Regions from separate parts of the Gossypium hirsutum genome. Here region 1 is linked to region 2. Evidence: chromatin contacts called from public Hi-C data. All regions are on one chromosome and are shown on one strand. Each heading gives the region's core, a stretch centred on a gene start, on an enhancer-like site or on the middle of the called end of the contact. The rest is flanking DNA. Distances are from core to core; before and after follow the strand shown.

Region 1 (3,392 bases), core at 112-2,611, 180 kb before region 2:
CAATATCACTCATGTAAAGGCGTTCACCAGCATTTTCTCTGCCAGAAGCCACTTTGTCATATCCATCTTCCTCTTCCTGTGACATTTAGTAAACAAACTTCAACTCAACTGCAAATAGATTGAAGGAGAAAAGGAAGAGGTGGGGAGTGATCTGAAGACAAAAGAAACAAAAACACAGGTACTCTGTACACAAAATATTCATCAAATTGTTTGACAACTATATTAAACAACTAAGAAACAATTTCTCTCCCATACTCAATATGTAAAAAAAAAGCTTTTTATTGGTATTTTAAGCTAGAGACCAAAAAAAAAAATCATGCAAGAATCATTGAAGTCAGCCTCAATCACACTGTATTATAGGTAATTCAACACAGTAAATGCATGATACTAAGAAGTTTGAACCATGTTCGAAAACTATTCCAGATGTACCTGATGCTTTCATTCCATCCATATAAAATGGAAAAGGCCTACGGGTTTCTAATCAGCTCAAAATAAAGGGTTCTTTTCTCAATTATTGATTCACATATAATGTCATCCTAATGTCAAAAGAGTAACAATCGTTCAAAAGAGTAACAAACGCTTCTAAGTATCGGTTTAAAAGTTCACTTAGCAGCCACTGAAGATCAAAATTCCTTAACCTAAATACCCAGATAATTTTCGTACGAGAAAGAATCAATAAGCAAACGGATGTAAACGATTACAAACAAAATTAATTAACAAAGAATTTTATTTAAAAAATAACATATGTATACAAACACAGAGTCTAGAAAACGAAAGAGGTTGTAATATACCTCATTGTCGAGAGTGGAATCCATTCCAAGACAAGATCTGATTTCCCACTCGTCTCCATACTCGTCGATTTTTCTACTATGTAACTGACTCGAACCTCCGTCGTTGTCGTCGTCGTCATCATCATCATCGTTATCAAGATCATCCTCCGTTTCTTTCCGCCTCCCACTCCTATACTTCCTTCCCTCCTTCAAAAACTCGTCAAACGACGAGGAACACAACGTATCCTCTCGATCGGCTGCGGATTCTCTCCTCCATTCTCTCCTCTCGACCTCGTCGTCAGAGAGGGACTAGAGAGGCGGCCGCTGCTGCTGGGATGAAGACTGCGATGATTGGAGAGATCCGAAGATTTTTTCTACTCGAAGTTTAAAGCTATCGTCCATGGAATGGTTGAAGTCGGCTTTGGGGACTTTTCGTTGAGGGCCTTCCGGATTTTAATGTTTCGAAGGAACACCGCCTTTGCTGAGAGTTTCTTTTTTTTTTTGGTAAATTTAATTTGAATAATTTAAGGATGAGATTGAACCTTTCGTATGGAATGGAACCCAATCCGAGTTGCTGCTGCTAATTGGGAAATTCCTTCCTAATCCAAAGATTATAAACTTGTTCGTGTTGGGCTTCAAACTGAGTCCGGCCCAACCATTTCTTCTAATGATTTCTTTCCTCTCAATCATGTCAAAGTTTTGGAGAATTGGATTTGGTTCGGTTTGGTTAGATTTATTATATAATTTGATTTGATTTGATTTGATTTAATTTAAAGATGGTAAAATTTGAATTGTCTAATGGGTATGGATTCTAATCGATTCACTTCGAATAGATCAATTTTTTTTGTTTGAAAAGTAGATGTGCAAGACATGGTGGATTTTTTTTTATCTTGAATAGTGAGTATAAATCGATTATGATAATTGCATGCCCCGTCTTGAGTCACTCCACTATATAAATTATTATTTTATCCTCGTATACATAAACTATTAGAAAGAGTAAAATGTAATAACATAGAAAAAAAATCATGTCTTATATTTAAATATCTATTTTTTGAAGAATTATGTTAGATTGAAAAAATTAAAGATAAGAAGCTAAAATTAAATTGAAGTGGAGCTAGGTGGGGTAGGGTGGGGCAGGGCAGGGCAGGGCAGGGCGGGGCGGGGATGAATACATCCAACATCCGTGGAGGTGGTGGTGGTTTTTAAGATTATATATTTATAGTAGAGCAGGGTGGGTAGTGGAGTAGAGCGCGCCAATTGTGGAGCGGTAGTAGACTTAGCAATATTGCCCCTACCCCTGCTCCATTGTCATCCCTAATTCAATTTGGTTTTTAGTTTTTCATGTTCTTTTTAAGTTTTAGATTTTCTGACTTATTTTGACAAAATGAACTCTGTTTTATGGTTTTTACATGTTATTTGGTAAAGTTTTAAAGCCTTTCTTATAAATATTTCTAAAAGAATGATTTTTTAAACAAATAAATATATGATTAATGACTCTTATATAATATTTTTGAAACAAATATCTATAGAACTTTTAAATTATTTTTACTATTTTTTTTAGTTCCAAAAGCAATATTTGCAAGTAGAAACTAAGCAGTGCTAGAAATAGTACTACGAGCAATACCAACTACTTCAAGCACTGGGGAAGAATAAAGCAGGAAAATAATGAACACTCAATGTGTTTATGCAATTCAGTTTCTTTACGTCTAGGTAGCCTTGCCAAAATTATACTCCTCATTTTGTACCTATTATCTAAACAACTTTCCTTTAAGTTCCCCTCTAAAAACCTAGGGTATTAACCAAGTAACACACTTAATTTTACACTTAACGGGTTTAAAAGAAACATTCCTTAATGAAGAATAAGTGTTCTCAGTTTAGTACATCAGATGTACAAGTCTCCTCGATTTAAAAGGAATAAAGACTTACTAACATTCTATATCAATTGCAATCGATCTTCTCTTGAAACCAACAAGATAATAAGTATAAAGACTATCTTCGATCAACTAAGGATAAGTCTTAAATCTCTATGATAGACTTCCAAGTTTCACCCAATTCGATCTGATCCACAAACTTAGGAAGTTAATAGCTTTGATCCAAATCCAAACCTATCTCCAAGATTTGTTGCTATGTGTAGTTTAGATATTAAAGATGGATTGACAATCATCCAAAGTAAACATGATAAGCTTTTTGAGTGAGAGTAATGCCACAACCAGTTGGCATTATTCTAGACACTACTAAAAAACTATCTCAACAATTTCCTCATTTGAAATTTTTTTTAACAAAATCATAATAAGAGAACAATTTGCATGCCAGATACAAATGTTCCCCTAAGTAACTCCTCCTTAATCCATCATGCTCAACTAATAACATAACCAAGAAAATCAATCATTAATGTAAAATAAATAAGGATCACATTAATAATCAAACTACTGGAAACTATATTATAGTAGGCAAATAGAAAAAAAAGGTTCATAACATTATAACCAAAATATAACTATTTTGATGTCTAAATAATTACAAACCCCAAAATTTGTAAAGACATAAACTGAAAAGTAATTAAAAAATGATTTAAAAACAACAACATTAGTGCATCAATTCCAACTCCAAGTAGCACTTCTCCCC
Region 2 (3,375 bases), core at 730-3,229:
GGATGATATACAGACATCAAGGGTCACATCATACTTGTCGACGAATCTACTAGTTTCGGTACTTACTTGGCCCATCACCCTTGAACAAATAGGAGAAACGTTCCCTCTATAATACTCGCTGACATATCTCGAGTAATTACAAGAAGTGGTGAAGAGTTTGTATGTGGAATCCGATATTAGTCCATGAGACCAGAAGAATTCAGCCCTTGAATTAAAATCAGTAGCAAATTCCAAAACAGGATTGCCAAGCTACAATCAATTGGAGCAAACAGGAACGGATGTTGTAGATAAGTAAAAGAAAATCCCCAAAAGGGAAAAAAGGACTGAAATTTCTTTGCGGAACTACTTACAGCGATTCCTTTCAAGTTGAACAGCTTTTCCTTCTTATTAAACTGATGCATAAGTTCAGCCAGCTGGGGTATATAATGGCCTATTTTTAGAAACAGAATCAGTGCTGATTCACATTTCACACTAGAACAAACAATACTATGTTCTTGAACAGCTAAATGATACCAGCATAGCTTTCCCCTGTAATGAAGAGGCTTCTATTCTTGTACTGGGGGAATTTGAGGAACCAATTTTGCAAAAATACCAGATTGTCCCTAGCTACAATAACAAAAGAGACAAAAGTTAGAAAGATGAAAGGTAACTTGGGGAGATAAACTTTTGTAAGACAAGTAAAAGAAATTTTAAAAAAAAACGAAAAAAGAACAGTGATGAATGAACATGGCATCATTGTAAAGTGAAAGACAAATACGGACGGCAATGTCACTACAGCATTGTGAAATATTCTCGGACCCCTTTGCGTGATAAAAGAAATCAAAAAAAGAAGGGGAAAAAGTAAGATAACCCCGAAATAAATAAAAAATAAAAAGGCAAAGAAGCTCTATTGAATATTCAGTATAGAAACTCTGTTTCTTCTACAACTTAAGGTTATTTGCATACATTAAAGTGAGTGAACATTAGGGAAAATGGGTTTAGATTGGAGAGAGTGGTACCAGTGATCTTGTCATTAACAGCCTCATAAGAGGAGTCGTCAGCGGAATAAGAGAAGCCAACTCCAATTGGGGCCTCCAAATACAACATATTGGCCTCTGCAATAGAATGAGATTGCTAACAATCAACTTGTGCTTGTGCAGGCATGTGTTTCTAAGATCTGAAAAACCCCTATCCACTTACCAGTAATGCAAAAACACCATAATTAACAACATGAACAAACAACCGTAAATACATAAGCATACCTCTATTCCAGCTATATTCGTTCTTGACCAGCACTTCCCCGCTAGGCCTAAACGGTCCATTCTCAGAGAAGGCTCCAACCCCCAGTGAAGAGCATCCAGGTCCTATAATTCACAACAGGAACTTAGAAAACGTGATAGAAGCATTATCTTGTAGGCCTGAAAACGAGAGACTGAAAAAAGTGAGAGACCTCCATTGAGCCAGAGGACAAGAGGTTTGGATGCTGGATCTACTTCAGCTTCAGCAAAGTAGTAAAACAAAGCTCTCTGCTTTCTCTTATCAACGGTCACATAGCCCGCATACTGTTGAAACCCGACTTTGGGTTGACCCGGTAGTTGAGATATCCGATCAAACAGAGCCGGAAAACACTCCACTTGAACAGAAAACCAAACCTCAAGTAGAATTAAGCCCAATGCTACTGATCTCCAGGCTAAACCAAGCATGGTGTCTACTTCTTTTGTTTTTGTTTTTTTTTTTTTCCCCTCAGATAAGTCTAAGAGAACGGAAATATAAAAAATAAAAAATAAAAATCAGAGTAAGAAAGAGAGACAAGAAAGTAGACTTGACAACAATGTTGCTGAGTGGGGTTGGATTTTATAAAGAGAGTCCTGTACTTTTGTTACTATTCTATTACATTTATTATATATAAAATATAAATAAAAATATAATGTAGTGTAGGAGCTAAAAGCCTAAAACAGATGGTTGTTGGGTAAATTGTTGGTTCACTTTCTCTTCACTTGGAAATGGTCTGTTAGAGTTGAGATTAGGAGATGGTGAGCAGGACTGCAGGAGTGGGTCACTGGCTAACTGTTACAGAAAACGAAAAGAGAGAATGTGCATTGTAAAGCTCCCCCATTAACTCAGCCTTAGCTTACACCAACACCACCATTGTGTTTATTTTATTTTGTTGTGTTAGAAATAGAAACTACTTTCTTCTACTAGTCTATGATACTACAGTAAGCCAAAGAATACATTGTTCTATTTTTATGTTGTTGACTTCTTGTCACCTATGGTTTTTGGTAACAACATAGAGCATACAGATTGTGTTGTGTTATGCTTACAAGGACAAATAGCCATCTTCACACCATGCTTAACGCTTTCCCACTGTTTGCTTTTTGTTTTTAGGGGAGGGGGTTTCCCTCTAATTCGCATTTTTGCTTTTCAAATATCAGAGCAAAGTGAATGCGTCACGGTGACATAGCAGAGGCATATCAGGTTGTACTAGAGTTCAACAAAGTTCACTTCGAAAAAATTAAAAAAAATTAAATTTTAAATTATTCAAGTCAAATTTAAATAATTAATTCGAGTTTTAAGTTAATTTTTACGGTTTGAATAACAGATTAGTACACATATCTTTTTTATCCTTGTTAAGGTTAGAAAACGAATAAACTGATCTCTCCCAACAAAAAATTCAAAAAAAATTCAAAAATCAAAATATTTATAAAAATTCTAAAATTTTTTTAAAATAATAATTTTGGAACCTAAATAAGTTAATTAATAATTTAAGTTTGTCATACTAAAATATCATATTTTTATTATTATCTTGCTTTGAAAAAGTTTTCAAATATATATAATTTTAAATTTATGTGCTCTAATATGGAATTAATTATATTATAACAATATTTTAATTTGTCATGTTTAAGCTTTTAATTTAACTCGAACTATTTTACTCGATTTAATCTAGCTTGAATTTTAATTTATTCAACTTGATTCGAAAAAAATTTAAATTAAATTAGAATAATAAAATAAGACTCATCAACTCAGTTAATTCGAAACTTTTTCACTAAATTTGACTCGATTCGATCCAACGTTGACTCTAATTTCTCTCAATAAAAATTTTGGAACGAACTAGGAAAAAAACAGATGGGAAACTTGATGATTGGTTGAGAAAGGAACTAATGTTCGAGCTTCAGCTTCGACATTATATACAGTTGCACAAGTCTTTTTCCTCAATTTCTTGGCAGGTTTAACTTTAGTCAAATTATCCAATTAATCGCTTTCTTGGTAAAAAAAAATTAAGAATTTAGATGGCATAATTCATTTGAAAGGTCATATGAAGTGTTAAATCAATTTCTTTTCTTTTTTTTTATAGATAAAAATCAATTTCTTTGTTGATATTTCTCAATTCATTCTTTT

Evidence for each region. Hi-C and Micro-C count contacts between places; a contact is called where the count stands out from the background.
Region 1: a contact with region 2 is called in a Hi-C map of leaf, with 2.6 times the contacts expected there. The contact joins the enhancer-like site here to the promoter of LOC107952011 in region 2. A contact is called at or near these places in 3 of 34 Hi-C or Micro-C datasets (all in leaf).

Annotation. Positions count from the first base shown.
Region 1 is chrA03:104,658,045-104,661,436 of Gossypium_hirsutum_v2.1, reverse strand. It overlaps the pseudogene LOC107886725. Among protein-coding and RNA genes, the nearest start is that of LOC121225283, 30 kb to the right of the region's middle. Within about 2 kb of position 1,361, at least 7 of the 9 cell types and tissues checked have an H3K27ac peak or open chromatin away from gene starts, as enhancers often do. A contact at or near this core is called in leaf, where this site is marked.
Region 2 is chrA03:104,483,482-104,486,856 of Gossypium_hirsutum_v2.1, reverse strand. It overlaps LOC107952011 (serine carboxypeptidase-like 45), which reads right to left and starts at 1,979. Exons shown (of 10, transcript XM_016887241.2): 1 at 1,430-1,979; 2 at 1,242-1,343; 3 at 999-1,094; 4 at 514-606; 5 at 351-430; 6 at 1-249. The coding sequence starts at 1,682.